Regions from separate parts of the Mus musculus genome. Here region 2 is linked to region 1. The links are chromatin contacts, called in public HiChIP or PLAC-seq maps. All regions are on one chromosome and are shown on one strand. The core of a region is the stretch at or near the end of the contact, and the rest is flanking DNA. Distances in the headings are between cores, read along the strand shown.

Region 1 (6,891 bases), core at 1,728-4,227:
ATGAATCAGCCCCAAGCCACATTTTTTAATCCAAATTATTCCTTGATTGTGTATGTGTGTGTGCTTTTTTTGTTTGTTTGTTAGTTTTTTTTCCTCCATTTCTGAAGCTCACGCAAAACAACTACTCCATAGCCAGCCTATATTTATTTTATTCTCTGAAGTTCACTTTCTTTACATCTTAGGGGTGGGATAGCAAACTCGTTTTCCCTTCTTTGTTGGCAAAGACTCTTAGGATTTTTTTTTCTATTATTAATTACTATGAGGAAGTAGAAAAGAGAATTGTGATTCTAGCCTACAGATAGATTTTCTCCTTTCTGAGAAGATGAAAGAAAGATTCCAGAGATTTCTTTTTGTTGTTTTGTTTGTGTTATGTTTGGGGCTTGGGGGTTGTTTGTTTTTGTTTTGTTTTAATTTTTGAGATAGGGTCTCACTGTGTAGCTCTAGTTGGCTTGGGACTTGCTTTGTAAACCAAGCTGGCCTTAAACTCACAGAGATCCACTTGCTCTGGCCCCACATGAGGCCAAACACTCCTTAGAGTTACTTCATCTTAGGGCAGAATTCCTGAGTAGACTTTTCCCCTGAACTATACTGCGTGAGTATATAGAGCTGTTATCTGTAGCCATCTTTTCTACTTGAAGGTGCTTCCTAGTAAAAAAATGATAAAACCTCCTTTCCAGTGGAACATGATATATTGCTAAAGCTCTCTAGCCTGCTCAGCAGCTCTCGAGCTGGGCTGTAAGGACTTATTTACAAGCAGATGTACAGATGCTTCAGTTAAAGGCTCTGACGTGTCAGAAGAAGCCGCTTGAGACAGACTACAGAAGCTGATATGCAGAGTTCAATTATAAATAGTTCCAGCACATAAAACAATAAAATTCTGATGTATATGTATATATGTGTATGTGATTGTGTATGTGTATATGTATATATACAATTGTTCATATTGCTATAGCTTTTCCGTAGGAACCCAAAAATGCTGCCACAATTCAATAAGGTTGACACATAGTACATATTTCTTATACTTTCTATCAAAATTATGCTTACTGTTTAACACTCAAGACTGCGAAAGACACAGAAAAGCTGACTGGTTCCTTCATTTGGAACCGATGATTTACCAATATTTTCATTTTAAGATTACTTTCCAGTAGTTCCTGATCTAAGTCACTCCCTGTGGCCACAGTGCTCAAACAAGAAAAGCAACCAACAACAAGACACCCTCTGACTTTTGAATACAGATCGTATCATATCTCTACTTCTGAACCAAGAGGAGTGGTATTCTCATGAAAAGATATTGAGATATTATATTGAAAAATTATAATTTTCCCATGAAGACCTTTCTGTTGATCAAAGACACCTTTCCATTGAAGATCTGCAATGTCTCTGGTGATCTATCTGACTTTGTTTCAGTTCTCTCAAAGAGAAATCTATAGTAACTATCATGGAAACTGGGGAATGGGTCTAGTTCTAGGCTTCATAACTAATAACTGTATCTCCGTGAATTTCTCTATTAAAGGAAAAAGTGCCAGGGATTATAAGTGAGGGTAAAGGAGCACATGACTGACTAGAGATCTAAATTGATTAATGGCTTCAAAAAGTCAAAATTCCTTTCTAAGCAGAGGGTCTTTGTGAGGATGAAACAAGTGATTAAACATGTAGAGGACTAACCCAGAGGGACTGGTCTCCACCATCTTCTCCCTGCAGGGATTCTGGGAATGTAGCTAGCTTAAGCTCTCTTTATATATTCCCAAAAGGAGTTTATTGCGTCATCACAAGAGTCAAGCGAGATAATGGCTTTAAAATCCCTTTGCAAGTTGTAATAATCCAAGAAAATTTTAGTTACTTGTACATATTTCAAAATGATCATATAGTATAAATCTTGTAACTGTGAAAGGAAAAGGTGGCCTCAAGGAAGATATTTGGGGGATCTCTTTGATTTCTGGGGAAGGCTTCCTTCAGCAAAGGTCTTTAGTGGATTAGCATTTAGCTTCTGCCTGTTCATTATGGGTCATGCCTCAGTGGAAAAAGGGCAGGAGGAAAAATAACCAAGAGAGATCACCTGGCCTCTGGGATACCAACAGCAGTGTAAAACTTGCTCTCATCTACCCTATCACCTGCACACAACAAGGAACTTCTTTTTTTTTTTAATTAAACAATAGCAAGCACTGTCAAGACTATGGAGAAGCATAAGCTTATGTACTATAGATAGATGCTTTAAATTGTACAACCAAAATGGAAAACAGCAGATCATAAAAAAAAAAAATCAAAAGTAGAATTACCACATAGGCCATTTGGACATCTAAATATGTCCAAAGGAAATAAAATGGAGTCTTGGAGAGATGTCTGCATGGACATATTCTTAGTGACGTCATTAAAAATTCATGAAAGGTAGAATAAACCCAAATATCCAATGATGGGTAAAGAAACAAAACATGATTTATACACATACTGGAATATTAATTGCTCTTTGAAAGGAAAGAAATCCCGATCTAGGGAAACACTTTGTCCATTAACAGCTAAGACTCACAACCAAAAGTCAAAAGAGGAAATTGTGACACACCCTCCAAGAGATGTACAGAGGATATTATGCTATGTTGAATAAGCCAGTCGTAATCCATTGATGTAAGGTATCTAGACGACCCATAGGTGCAGAAAGAAAACTAGGGTTTGACACAGCTGAGCACAGAGGAAAAATGGGGAGGTGTCATGTGATGGGTACCAGGTACGCTCAGTGAGTCAGTTCTGGGGGTTGGTTCACAACACTGAATATTCTGAACTATACACCTAAAGATGGTTGCTTCTGTTCATTTATGCTAAGTGCATTTTGCCACAATTAAAATGGAAAAGACTCAGTTAAAAAATAATGATACATTACAACATTCTGCCTTTGCCCTCTGTTTGATTCATGACTATTGTCTGAGGATTCACAAAAGGGCAAAGAGCCCAGCTCTTTCCAGCAAGTCTACCCACTAGAGCTTGGACAAGCACAGCTTTAGAGAAGGACCTGAAAAAAAAAAAAAACACAGGCTCCCTGCCCTGGCTTGCATTTCCCTGGCACTTCCTCTTACAAATGTTCCTGGACAAATGCTGCAAGAAGTCTAGAAGAAAAGAGAGCATTGTACTTAGAAGACAGAGCAGATATTACTTAGCCATGTTATTTTAGATGTGCCATATTCTGCAAACAGCTGGCCATTTTTAAAACATGGTTCAAAAGCTGTAAGAGCTGAATGGAGCTTCGAGAGAATGTGCAGAAAGGAGAGTGCATTTCTGAAGATTATTAACATAATCATCTCATTTATATTAGAGCCGAACACCTAAGATGTCTCCCAACTTGACACTTCATGAAACAGGTAGTTAATTAACATAGGTAAAGCAGCATTTAACCCCGAGTCTTCCTGGCAGGCATCTGGCAAGGTACAAAAAGCAAGAAAAAGAAAATAAGGATTGGGCCGTGGGGAGGGGGATGGAGACTAGATCCAGAATCTCTTGGAAATGACAATTAAATGATGGCAGGTAAGTGACCCTGTGGAGGTTTGTCCAGAGGCCTTGGCACTGTGCAGTCACTAGATGCTCGTATTTACTTGTTTTATTTTTGGTGTAGCCATATGGTGTGAGAATGAGCTGCCCATAACAGCGCGTGGTCAGGAAGCACAGGAAGCACTTTCTTTCTTTCTTTCTTTCTTTCTTTCTTTCTTTCTTTCTTTCTTTCTTTCTTTCTTTCTTTCTTTCTTTCTTTCTTTCTTTCTTTCTTCCTTCCTTCCTTCCTTCCTTCCTTCCTTCCTTTCTTTCTTTCTTTCTTTCTTTCTTTCTTTCTTTTTCTTTGCTTTCTATTAGGCTTGAGGTGGAGTTAGTCTCTGGTTCTGACATTAGTTCTACCCCACAGAATGTTACATCTTGGCAGTTGAAGGAAAATACAGGAGGTCTCAGACCGGACGTCATGATCTCAGTTTACAAATGAGTCAGGGTGAGTAGCAAACCTGGGTGCTCATGGTGCTCAGACTTGTCCTTGGTTGTCAAGTCAGTCCTGTAAGTTAATCGACTACATCATCAGCCAAGGACAAGCCTGAGTCCCATCAGAGCTATTTTGAAAGGACCCATGTTAGTAATAACAAAGTCCCCTATATGCTAGGTCAGTGGCCCTCCTATGTGACATCATATTTAACATGCATAATGGACTTTGGATAAGGTGGGATTATGTGGCCAATGTTCAAAATAAAGTGAAAGAAAAAAAACAAAAAGATGAAGCAATTTTCCAAGACCACCAAGCTATAGAGAGTGCATCTTAACCTTTGCATATGATGAGTGGCAGTGTTCTTACTCACCCCTAATTCTTCATTTGCTTCCAATGCTTCAAGCATATCAAGATGTAGAAACACAGAAATGTCTGAAGGAGAAAAAAATGTTTACTCTGCATGCTGTCTTCCTCCTGCTGTAAAAAGTATCCAAAGCCAGCATTCTGGTTTTAATCTTCTTGATGGTGAGCTATATATTTTTAAAACCAAGTGATGGCTTAAAACATATTCTGACTACTTGTGCTGGCTAGTTTTATGTCAAATTGACACAAGCTAAAATCATCTGAGAGAGAACCTCTGAGAGAATGGAACCTCAATTAAGGAAATGCCTCCATGAGCTCAGGCTATAGGCAAGCCTGTGGAACATTTTCTTAGTTAATGATTGATGGGGAGTGCCCAATCCATTGTGGGTGTTACTATCTCTCTGCTTTGGTCATAGGTTCTATAAGAAAGCAGGCCGAGGGGTTGCAGAGGGGCTGCAGAGATGGCTCAGCGGTTAAGTGCACTGACTGTTCTTCCAGAGGTCCTGAGTTCAATTCCCAGCAACCACGCAGTGGCTCACAATGGGATCTGATGCCTTCTTCTGGTGTTTCTGAAGACAGCCACAGTGTATTCATATACATAAAACAAATAAATTTTAAAAAGAGAGAGAGAGAAAGCAAGCAAGCAAGCAGGCTGAGCAAGCCAGTAAGCAGCACCCCTCCATGGCTTCTTCATCAGCTCCTGCATCCCGGTACCAGCCCATTTTGAGTTCCTGTCAACTTCCTTCCATGATGAAGACTTAATGTGGAAGTATAAGCCAAATAAACCTTTCTCTCCCCAACTTGATTTCTGGCCATGCTGTATCACCAGACTGTCCTGACGAGCCAGCTTCCAATAATGACACAGAGACTTCTATTTATTTATAAGTGCTTAGGCCTTATAGCTCTGGCTTGTTCCCTACTAGCTCGTATAACCTAATAGCCCACTTATACTAATCCATCTTTGCCATATGGCCCATTATCTCTACTCAGTCCCCATATATCAAACGCTCTCCATGTCTGGCTGGTGAATCACCCGGCCTGATTATTTCCCAGAGTTCCTATCTCTGCCCTGATGGTCTGCTTTTTCTTCCCTGCCCAGTTACAGGCCGTCATATCTTTATTGAACCAATCAGAAGGTGATGGAAAATAATGTTATAAAACACTGGGGCAGGTGATGCTTCATAAAAATTACAATACAAAGGTCTGGCCTGTACTCAACTCTCTGCCAGTACGGAAATCAACTTTTGAATAATACAAAGATAATCTTTACATGTTGCACAAAAACATCCAATAATGGTGTTCCATCACAGCAATAGAAACGCCAACTAAGACACTAGCTAGGACTATTATGTCCTTGCTTAGCCAGTCTCATTTGAAAAGAGTTCTGCACTTAAGTACTGTATAGATGATAACATCTCTTTAAAGGAAACTAAAGCAATCAGAATACCCAAGAAACTATAGATTCTTCAAAAATAGTGATGTTTAGTAAGCCACCATGCTTCTCATAGCATTTTTTTTTTTTTGCTATTTATTTGGTGGTGGTGGTGATGATGGTGGTGGTGGTGGTGGTGGTGGTGGTGGTGGTGGTGGTGGTGATGATGGTGGTGGTGGTGGTGGTGGTGGTGGTGGTGATGATGATGAGGATAATCAGTTTGTCTGCTGAGCAGGTACTTGGTACACCAGGGGACATTGAAATTCCAATTGAGATCTGTTCCAAAGCATATGCCACTATGATTGCTCCTGAGTCAGAGCAACCATGGGGTGTTGACAAGCAAAGGTTTCATAAATCAGTGTCAATAATGTCAGGTAGCCCTTGAACATAGAAAACACTTCCTAGAATTATAAACAAACAAACAAACCAAAGAAACCAAACCAAACCAAACCAAACCAAACACACACACATACACACACACACACACACACACACACACACACATACAAAACCCTTGCCTTTATCATTGTAAACTTTGCCCATATGTGTATTTTAGTTTTGCAGAGAGGCCAGCAACACCCAATATTAGGAAAAGCAATACAAACCAATGTGAACAGGTGTGTAAGCCATCCAACTGAAACTAGCTTGGCCTCTCATTCCAGAGCAGATAAGTGGGGTCTACGGCCATGATCTTATGCATGGACAGCTTTGGGTACTGTTTAGGATTGAGTTGTATACGATGAAAAGCAAACAGCTTGACAAATGAAGAAAGCTATTTCAGGTGTATTAGAAATGATTTATTTTTGTTTTGTTGTTTTGGTTTTTGTTTGGTTTTTGCCCATGTTTGGAAGAAGACTGCTGAGGAGAAGTGAGGAGAATGGCAAGTATCACCAGGAACGCTCACGGCCCTTCATTCGTACGCAGGGCCAGAATGGCTGTTGTGGAGAAGAGGCTCAAAGAGAGAGCTGTGAGGAGGGATGGAAGAGGGAAAGGAGGGGGTGCTTTCTAGAAAAGGGGAGCTCTGGTAAATGATGGCAGAGAGGAAGAAGGATGCTCTCTAGAAAAGGGGCTCTCATTTGGGGAGTGACATGCTTTATAAATATTGTATGGAAAACACTTTCTGCTATTTACTACATTAGAAGCCTGG
Region 2 (6,891 bases), core at 3,163-5,662, 520 kb before region 1:
TTTCAAAATCATTTTCTGCTAGAATGTTTGGTATACAGCTAAGACGGGTTCACCACAGGGAAAGTTTGAAAACAGTAGGCAGGTAGAAGACTCACCCTGAGTCCCACTGTTTCGGTGTAACTTGTGGTGGTTTGAACGAGAATGGCTCCTGCATGCTCATTGATGCAAATGTGTGGTCCCCAGTTAGTGGCACTGTTTGGGAAGGATCAGGAGGTGTGACCTTGTTGGAGGAGAGGTGTTACTAGGGGTGGGCTCTGAGCTTTCAAAAGTGTTTCTCTGCCTGCTGTGTGTGGGTCAGAATGCTAAGCTCTCAGCTACATCTCTAGCCTCATGGCTCTGTTTCCCACCATAAGGATCATGGACTAACCCTCTCAAAGTGTAAGCAGGCCTCTATTTAAATGCTTTCATTTATACAAGCTGCCTTTGTCATGGTGTCTCTTCACAACAATAGAACAGTGACTATGGTACTGCTATTACTAATATTTTGTTGTGTGTTTTCCAAATATGCTCATATTATAACAGCTGCTGCTGGGGTTCCCACACCCCACTCTTCTTTCTTCTTCTTCTTTGGGTTTTTAAGACAAGGTCTCATGTAGCTCTCAAACTCTATATAGCCAAGGGTCACCTTGAACTCCTGATCATCTTGCCTCATTTTCAATCACATCTCCTTGGAATTGAGCTGTAGTTTATTGTAGATCCAGTATGGTCTTCTGGTGACACTGGCTTGGTTCTTACAGGTTCGGTGCCTTCTGTAGACTAGGGACACTGTACAGATATGTTCTGGTCTACAGTTATTTTTCAGAATCCCAGTGAGGTAGGAGGGACATGCCATTACTGTAAGTATCCATTGAAGACTATAAAGAGGTAAAGAGTCTTCCTGTGGGTGACTCAGCGCGACAGTCTATCAAAGGAGAAGACTTGAATATGACTGTAGGTTTTCTGTTTGTTCATCTCAGTGTAGCCTTATTGCCTGGCTTAATTATTTCAAATGCAGATCCACACTTCAGTGCTTTAGAGATAACTAGTAATTTCTAAAAAAAAAAAAAAGGCTTTAAATTCTCATAGGTAGTTCCATTAACGAAGGGATAAAATGGGGGAAGTGGGAGGGAAGTGAGGAAGGGAAGAGTTAAGTCAGAATGAGTGTTTGCAAACTCGCAAGAATTTACATTTGTGGAAGTCTGTGGCTGTTGAACAAATGTGTGTATCACAATTTTTAGAGACAGAACAGAGGGCATTCAACACAAATGCCTACAAAACACAGACACCTGTTAACATGAGAGAGACCGATGGGGGCACGTTAGGGAGTGGTGGCATTGTCAAACCAGAGAGGGCACCTTCCACCTCCAGGTGTTGGCCCTCCTCAGATCTAGCAGAAAACAAACAAACAAAAAACAAAACAAAACAAAAACAAAAAACAAACCCCAAACCTTCTTCAGCCTTGTCAACTCCTCTCATTCTGCTGAGGACCAAAGCCAGGAGATTTTTATGTAAAATGATAATTTTTAAAAAAGTACACTATAGACCACACTAATGATGCTTGCAAGTGAACTGTGCCTCAGGCTCCAGCCTTGGCACGTGTGAAATTTGATCTCTAGAGAGTTTCAGGTTGCTAAGTAGTGAGGGTTTCCTTTTCTACTGAAATATTCTTCGAGTTGGCGGGACTCTGTTGGAGTTATGAAATGCCTCCCCCCACCCCCCGTTTCTGCAGCAGTCTGCTCCATTCTCTAGAGCTGATGTCTGTCCTCTGCCTCTCCACAGTTCCCACACAGGTTGCCTTCTGTGGACTAGCCCGGCAGCTCTGAGTGCTGGTCCTCAGGTCTAAGCTGTGCACTGTCCTGGGCCACAGAAACTTACCTGACTTACTGAAATCATAAATGATCAGTCCCTTTAAGAAGCCAGGAAGTGGTTGGTTTTTTTAATCAACAACCACAGACCGTTACGTTTACCTAACTGTTTATGAACTGGTCTTGCGTTTACTTCACATGTACAAATGCTTTTCCTTGGAACGGAAGACAGTCACTTCTGCCAGATCCTGTTCATTTGAGAGTTCTTCTGAGCTTATCGCCATGGGAAAAACATTTCTTCCTCCAAGGATCTGAGTTCTGAAAGTTCAGGGGCCCAGTAATGCCATGATTTAATATCCAGTAATTTCTTCTGCCCTCCTGTAAAACCTATGTAAAATGGTAAATCCTAAATCCGTATTGAAACGTAAAGATGGTGTTGTGCTATGTGCATATTTTCCTTTGTGTGCTTATGCTACACAAAATGGATGCAATATTCTATGAAATACTTTTGGAAAACGAGATTTTAAACAAAATCATGCTATTAGAAGGTTGACCACGAGAGGGCAGCATTGTCTACACAAATCTGAATCACAGGCCAATGCCAAGGTTGTATGGCTTAGCCACCATTTGGTTTCAAATACGTGGGAAAAAAAATATTAGCAGCAGCATTATTTATGCTTACATTTGCATTCTTTTCAATAAGGAACTTAGGTCTCTAGGTCTGGCTCACCATTAGGACAAGTCTAATTCTGTCTATATAACAACATCTATTTTCCTCCCCCACTGTGTTTTTTTCTCTTTTCCAAGCAAGCTTCTTTCATATTCTGCAGACAATGTCTGTAGCTTTATTATTTGTTTTAAGAATATGATAACGCTCTTTTATGATCCAGCCATATGTGTGTGTGTCTGTGTGTGAGTGCACGCACACTCATGGATGAGGGTGTAGGTGTTATGCACATAGAAGTCAATCTTGGGTGTTGTTTGACATTTCCCACCTTGGCATCTGTCTGTCTGTCTATACATGTATGTATGTGGTATATATGTATCTGTATATATGTCTATCTATCTTTCATCTACCTATGTATGTATGTATGTATGTATGTATGTAAGTTCTCTAGCACTAAGACTGTAAACAAGGTCCTTGTTTTTTCTTTTTCAATGTTCTTGATTTCTTTTTTACTTAGTCACTTTACATCCTGCTCACTGCCTTAGTCCCTCCTCGTACAATCCTTTCCCCCTTCTCCTCTGAGCAGTGAGTAAGGCCCCTGGGTATCCCCACCACCCTGGAACTTAAAGTCTCTGTGAGGCTAGGCACTTCCTCTCCCACTGAGGTGGCCCAGCCAGAAGAATATATCCCACACACAGGCAACAGCTTTTGGGATATGAACCACTCAACAAAGAACATACAGGGGCTGGACCTACACCTCCCTGTACATATGTAGCAGATGTGTAGCTTGGTCTTCATAAAGGTTCCTGCTTTTTATATGGGTTCTGGAGGTTGAATTCTGGCATTCTTGCTTGTCTCTCTGGTAAGCAATTTCCCAGTCTGAGCTGTCTCCCCAGGTGAAGCCCTTAGGCAGTCCAGTGCAGTGGACAGATGCAGGCCGGTGGCTGGCTGCCTTCTGAGGTAAGGCAGGTGTTACTACACTGCTCTTCTTTAGGGAACAGGAAGCAATACCAGCATTTACTTCATATGGTTCTTAGTGGGCCTGCTGTCTAGAAAGTGCACAATATAAATATTGCAGGGAGAGTGCTTTTCTTAAATTGAGAGGTAGACATTTAAAAATCTGGAGAACTTATATAAAAGCCTAACTTATATAAAAGTCACATGGCCAGTTTCTTTATTCACATTACTTGTCTGGTCCCTAGGGCCAGTTCTAGGCTCTTCTTCCCTTCCCCACTGGCTCCTCCCCATCTGAAGCCAAGGACAGTGAAGCCTGAGAGGTGGTGCGCAAGAACAGCTGTGGGTAGAAGTCAGCTGAACTCTTCCCCACCGCAAACTGTATAACAGGACTGACCGCTCTGGGTCCTAAGGACTCTGCAGATTCTCTTATCTGAGCAACGCAAAGCCCTTGGTACCACATTTTAATCTAATTTGTTTCTTTTGTCAGATTTCATCTTCAGGGAGAAGTCTTTGAGGGGCCGGGAGGGGCCATGTCCTATGGGACATTTGGTTTCATTCATTCCTAGGTGGCAGGTTGAAAGGGCAGGGCTGTTAAACTGTGAAGGACAGCTGCAGCCTGATGGGCAACAGGGGAAGGCCCTGGGGATCTCTCTCTCTCTCTCCCTCCCTCCCTCCCTCCCCCCTCCCTCCCTCCCTCCCTCCCTCCCTCCCTCCCTCCCTCCCTCCCTCCCTCCCTCCCTCCCTTTCCTCCTTTCTTAGCTCTGTCTGTCTTCCTATCCAGATACGTGAAGGCTTTTCTTATTTTCATTTTCAATCTAGAGAAGAAATCCGATTTCTGAGAAGGGTTCCAAATGTTATTTCCTCCTCACAGTAGGAGTCTCAGGAGAAAGCTTTGTGCCTAAGGGAGCCAGGAGAGCTTCGAAGCTTTCACCCACGTCTGGTGTTACCAAAGGAGGCTTGGATCGAGGGCTGCAGAGGCTGCGCTTGTTCCAAGTGCTCTCGTGGGGGCAGCAGCCGCTCAGAATGGCGCGGCCCTGTCACTGCCTATCTGCTCATTGAGAGGCAGAGCACATCAGAGGGCCTCTGCGAGGACACTTTGCAGACTATAAATCGGGGATGGAGGAGAGGCTTAATTAAATCAGTCCTGAGGTCACAGGAAGGGAAAGCCCCCTTCTCCCTCCCAGACTTGACCTGTTTCACGTAGCGTGGCAGCCAGAGAACCTCAAAATGTGTTAGCAGGAGTAATGTAAATGTGCTCAGAGGAGCCGGTTCCCAGCCCCATTGTAAGGAGAGAAATCCCATCTAGTCTGCAGACAAGGGAAGATTCTGACCTTCCAATTTAATCCTGTGAACTAAAACCAGAAGAAGACAGCCAGCGAGGCCAAATCGCTGTGTCGGATTGTGATGTTTTAGTACAGGCTTTCTTAAAACATCTTATTTCTAAAGATTCTTGTTATTTGAAGGGACTCTGGGCGGTGTGAGTGAATCCTCCGCCAGAACTGGGTGCAAAGGGTAAGCCATTGGCTGACACCTGTTTATGAGCGAGGCAGCCAGTTAGGACCTAGGGTCTCAAACAGGGTACCAGCCAAGAGGAGCCTGTCAGAAAGGAAAACATGGCTGCCAAGGACGAAGGGAACAGGCTATCGTGGCCTCTGGGCCTTCAGCCCGCTGTGCTGTGCAGGAAGGCTTGGCACACATCAATGGGTCTGCTCTAGTCTTCTCTCCGTGGCTCATGAGTTTGGGGAGTCACTGAGCACACCATGTCTGTCTGTCAACTGCCACTTCGGGTCACCCCTCTCTCTCTAGCCCTCCCCAAGTGTAAAGATAGGATGAGGTGACAGGAGGAAAGCCAGCAGAACATAAATATGGAGACGTCGTCCTTGGATGTGTGATCTTGGCTACATTTGGGACAAACAAACTAGAAGTACCTTTAACTTAGCCCAGCTGGTGTCCATGGTCCTTGAAACTGCAAGAGTGGCTGTATGGCCCACCCTAGGGCACATGGTCCCATGCGTGTCACCAGGTGACAGGAGTCTAGGCCTCTGAATCATCACCCAACCCACCATGTCCATAACTTATGGATCGCCTTCACTTTTCATTCATAATTTTCCTGTGATGCTCTATCCAGCAATTCACCCATACCAATACCATTAGTCTGTCACGTCTGTTAGCGAGATCCATTCTTAACTTAGCATGATACAGTGTGTGTGTGTGTGTGTGTGTGTGTGTGTGTGTGTGTGTGAGAGAGAGAGTAGTGAGTGTGTATGAGTATGTGTGATTGTGTCTGTATGAGAGTGTGTGAATATATGTGAGAGTGTGTGAGTATATGTGAGAGTGTGTGTGTGATTTTTTTCCCCCTTTCTGGAACTTGATGTATTTTCACTGTTCTCCAGTTTCCTTCAAATCAAAGAGGGCCAGAAAGACTAGGCAGTCGAACCATTCCCTCCTCCTTCTAGGAAGGTAGATCAGGGCAGGGAGAGGCTTTATGAAGGAATTAGAGAGGGGAGGGGAGGGGAGGTAAGGTAGAGGACAGAGTGGGGAGGTGAGGAAGGAGGCAGGAGAGAAGGAGAGGGAAAAGTAGGGAGGGAGGGAGAGAGAGAGAGAGCCCTCCCCCACCAATGCTAACACATTAATTGAGCCTGTGCAGATAGTGTGCACACAGTACAAGTGCCCCAGTCTTCTGGGACACCCAGTGCAGGCGTCACTGAGCTCTGACCTTACTCAAGCTTTGGCCCATTTCCATTTCCTGAAGTTCTTTTCTTCCTTAATAAACTCTCTCAGTTTCTATCCTCATCCGTGTATCCCTGATCCAACTCCTTTATCCAGGACACAGGGACCTTGGAAGTCCCAGCAGGTGCTGTCCGGATACCAATACACACCTGAAGCAGCTGTCTTTATCACTATGATGTCTCTAATGGACAGCAAACACGTGAGCAGGTTAGGAGTGGAGAAAGGTGTGTCCTAGGGGCCCTTGTGGGGCAGCGTTAGGGGGCAGGGCTTCACCTCCCATTGAGGAGTGGGTGAACTAGGCCTTTGACTTGGCAGTCAGTCTTCCAGCTGGCTAAGCCTTAGTTATCTCCACTGCAAAAGTCAAGCATCAGACTTGTCTGGCACTAAGGCTGGCTCCGGGGCACTCTAAACTCATGAGCTAAGATACAGCAGTCCACAATTTGAAAATCCGGTAGCATGCTTTTAAAGTTAATTTATGTAAACTACACAACAACAGCAACATTCTTCCTGTGATCCATATATTTATACCCCATTACCAATGCCATTATATATGAATAACTTATTAGATCCAATTTAAAAAAACAGCTAAGGGGAGAAGGATGAAGCGGGCAATGATTCTCCCAGGCTCATTCTGGTAAGCCAGCCATTTGCTTATCTCTTCAGGACTCAGGGTTGCCGCTAAGGCTGGGTCAGAGAAACCAGTAAATATTTTTAATGTGACAGAAAAATCAAAGCATTCTGCGCATCACATGC

Evidence for each region. HiChIP or PLAC-seq counts read pairs in DNA pulled down with a chosen protein or histone mark.
Region 2: an H3K27ac HiChIP or PLAC-seq map of neural progenitor cells shows a contact between it and region 1, with 18 times the contacts expected there. The contact joins two enhancer-like sites. A contact is called at or near these places in 5 of 15 datasets of contacts at CTCF or cohesin (CD8 T cells, the NIH/3T3 cell line, embryonic stem cells and 1 more), 18 of 484 Hi-C or Micro-C datasets (B cells, CD4 T cells, CD4 single positive thymocytes and 12 more), 8 of 115 datasets of contacts at active chromatin or transcription factors (the 230-238 cell line, astrocytes, differentiating embryonic stem cells and 5 more) and 1 of 9 other capture datasets (adipose tissue).

Annotation. Positions count from the first base shown.
Region 1 is chr1:63,925,672-63,932,562 of GRCm38.p6, reverse strand. It overlaps the pseudogene Gm13754. Among named protein-coding and RNA genes, the nearest start is that of Gm13749, 36 kb to the left of the region's middle. Within about 2 kb of position 2,977, at least 14 of the 459 cell types and tissues checked have an H3K27ac peak or open chromatin away from gene starts, as enhancers often do. A contact at or near this core is called in astrocytes and neural progenitor cells, where this site is marked.
Region 2 is chr1:64,443,747-64,450,637 of GRCm38.p6, reverse strand. No RefSeq gene overlaps it. Among named protein-coding and RNA genes, the nearest start is that of Gm36148, 70 kb to the left of the region's middle. Within about 2 kb of position 4,412, at least 161 of the 459 cell types and tissues checked have an H3K27ac peak or open chromatin away from gene starts, as enhancers often do. A contact at or near this core is called in astrocytes and neural progenitor cells, where this site is marked.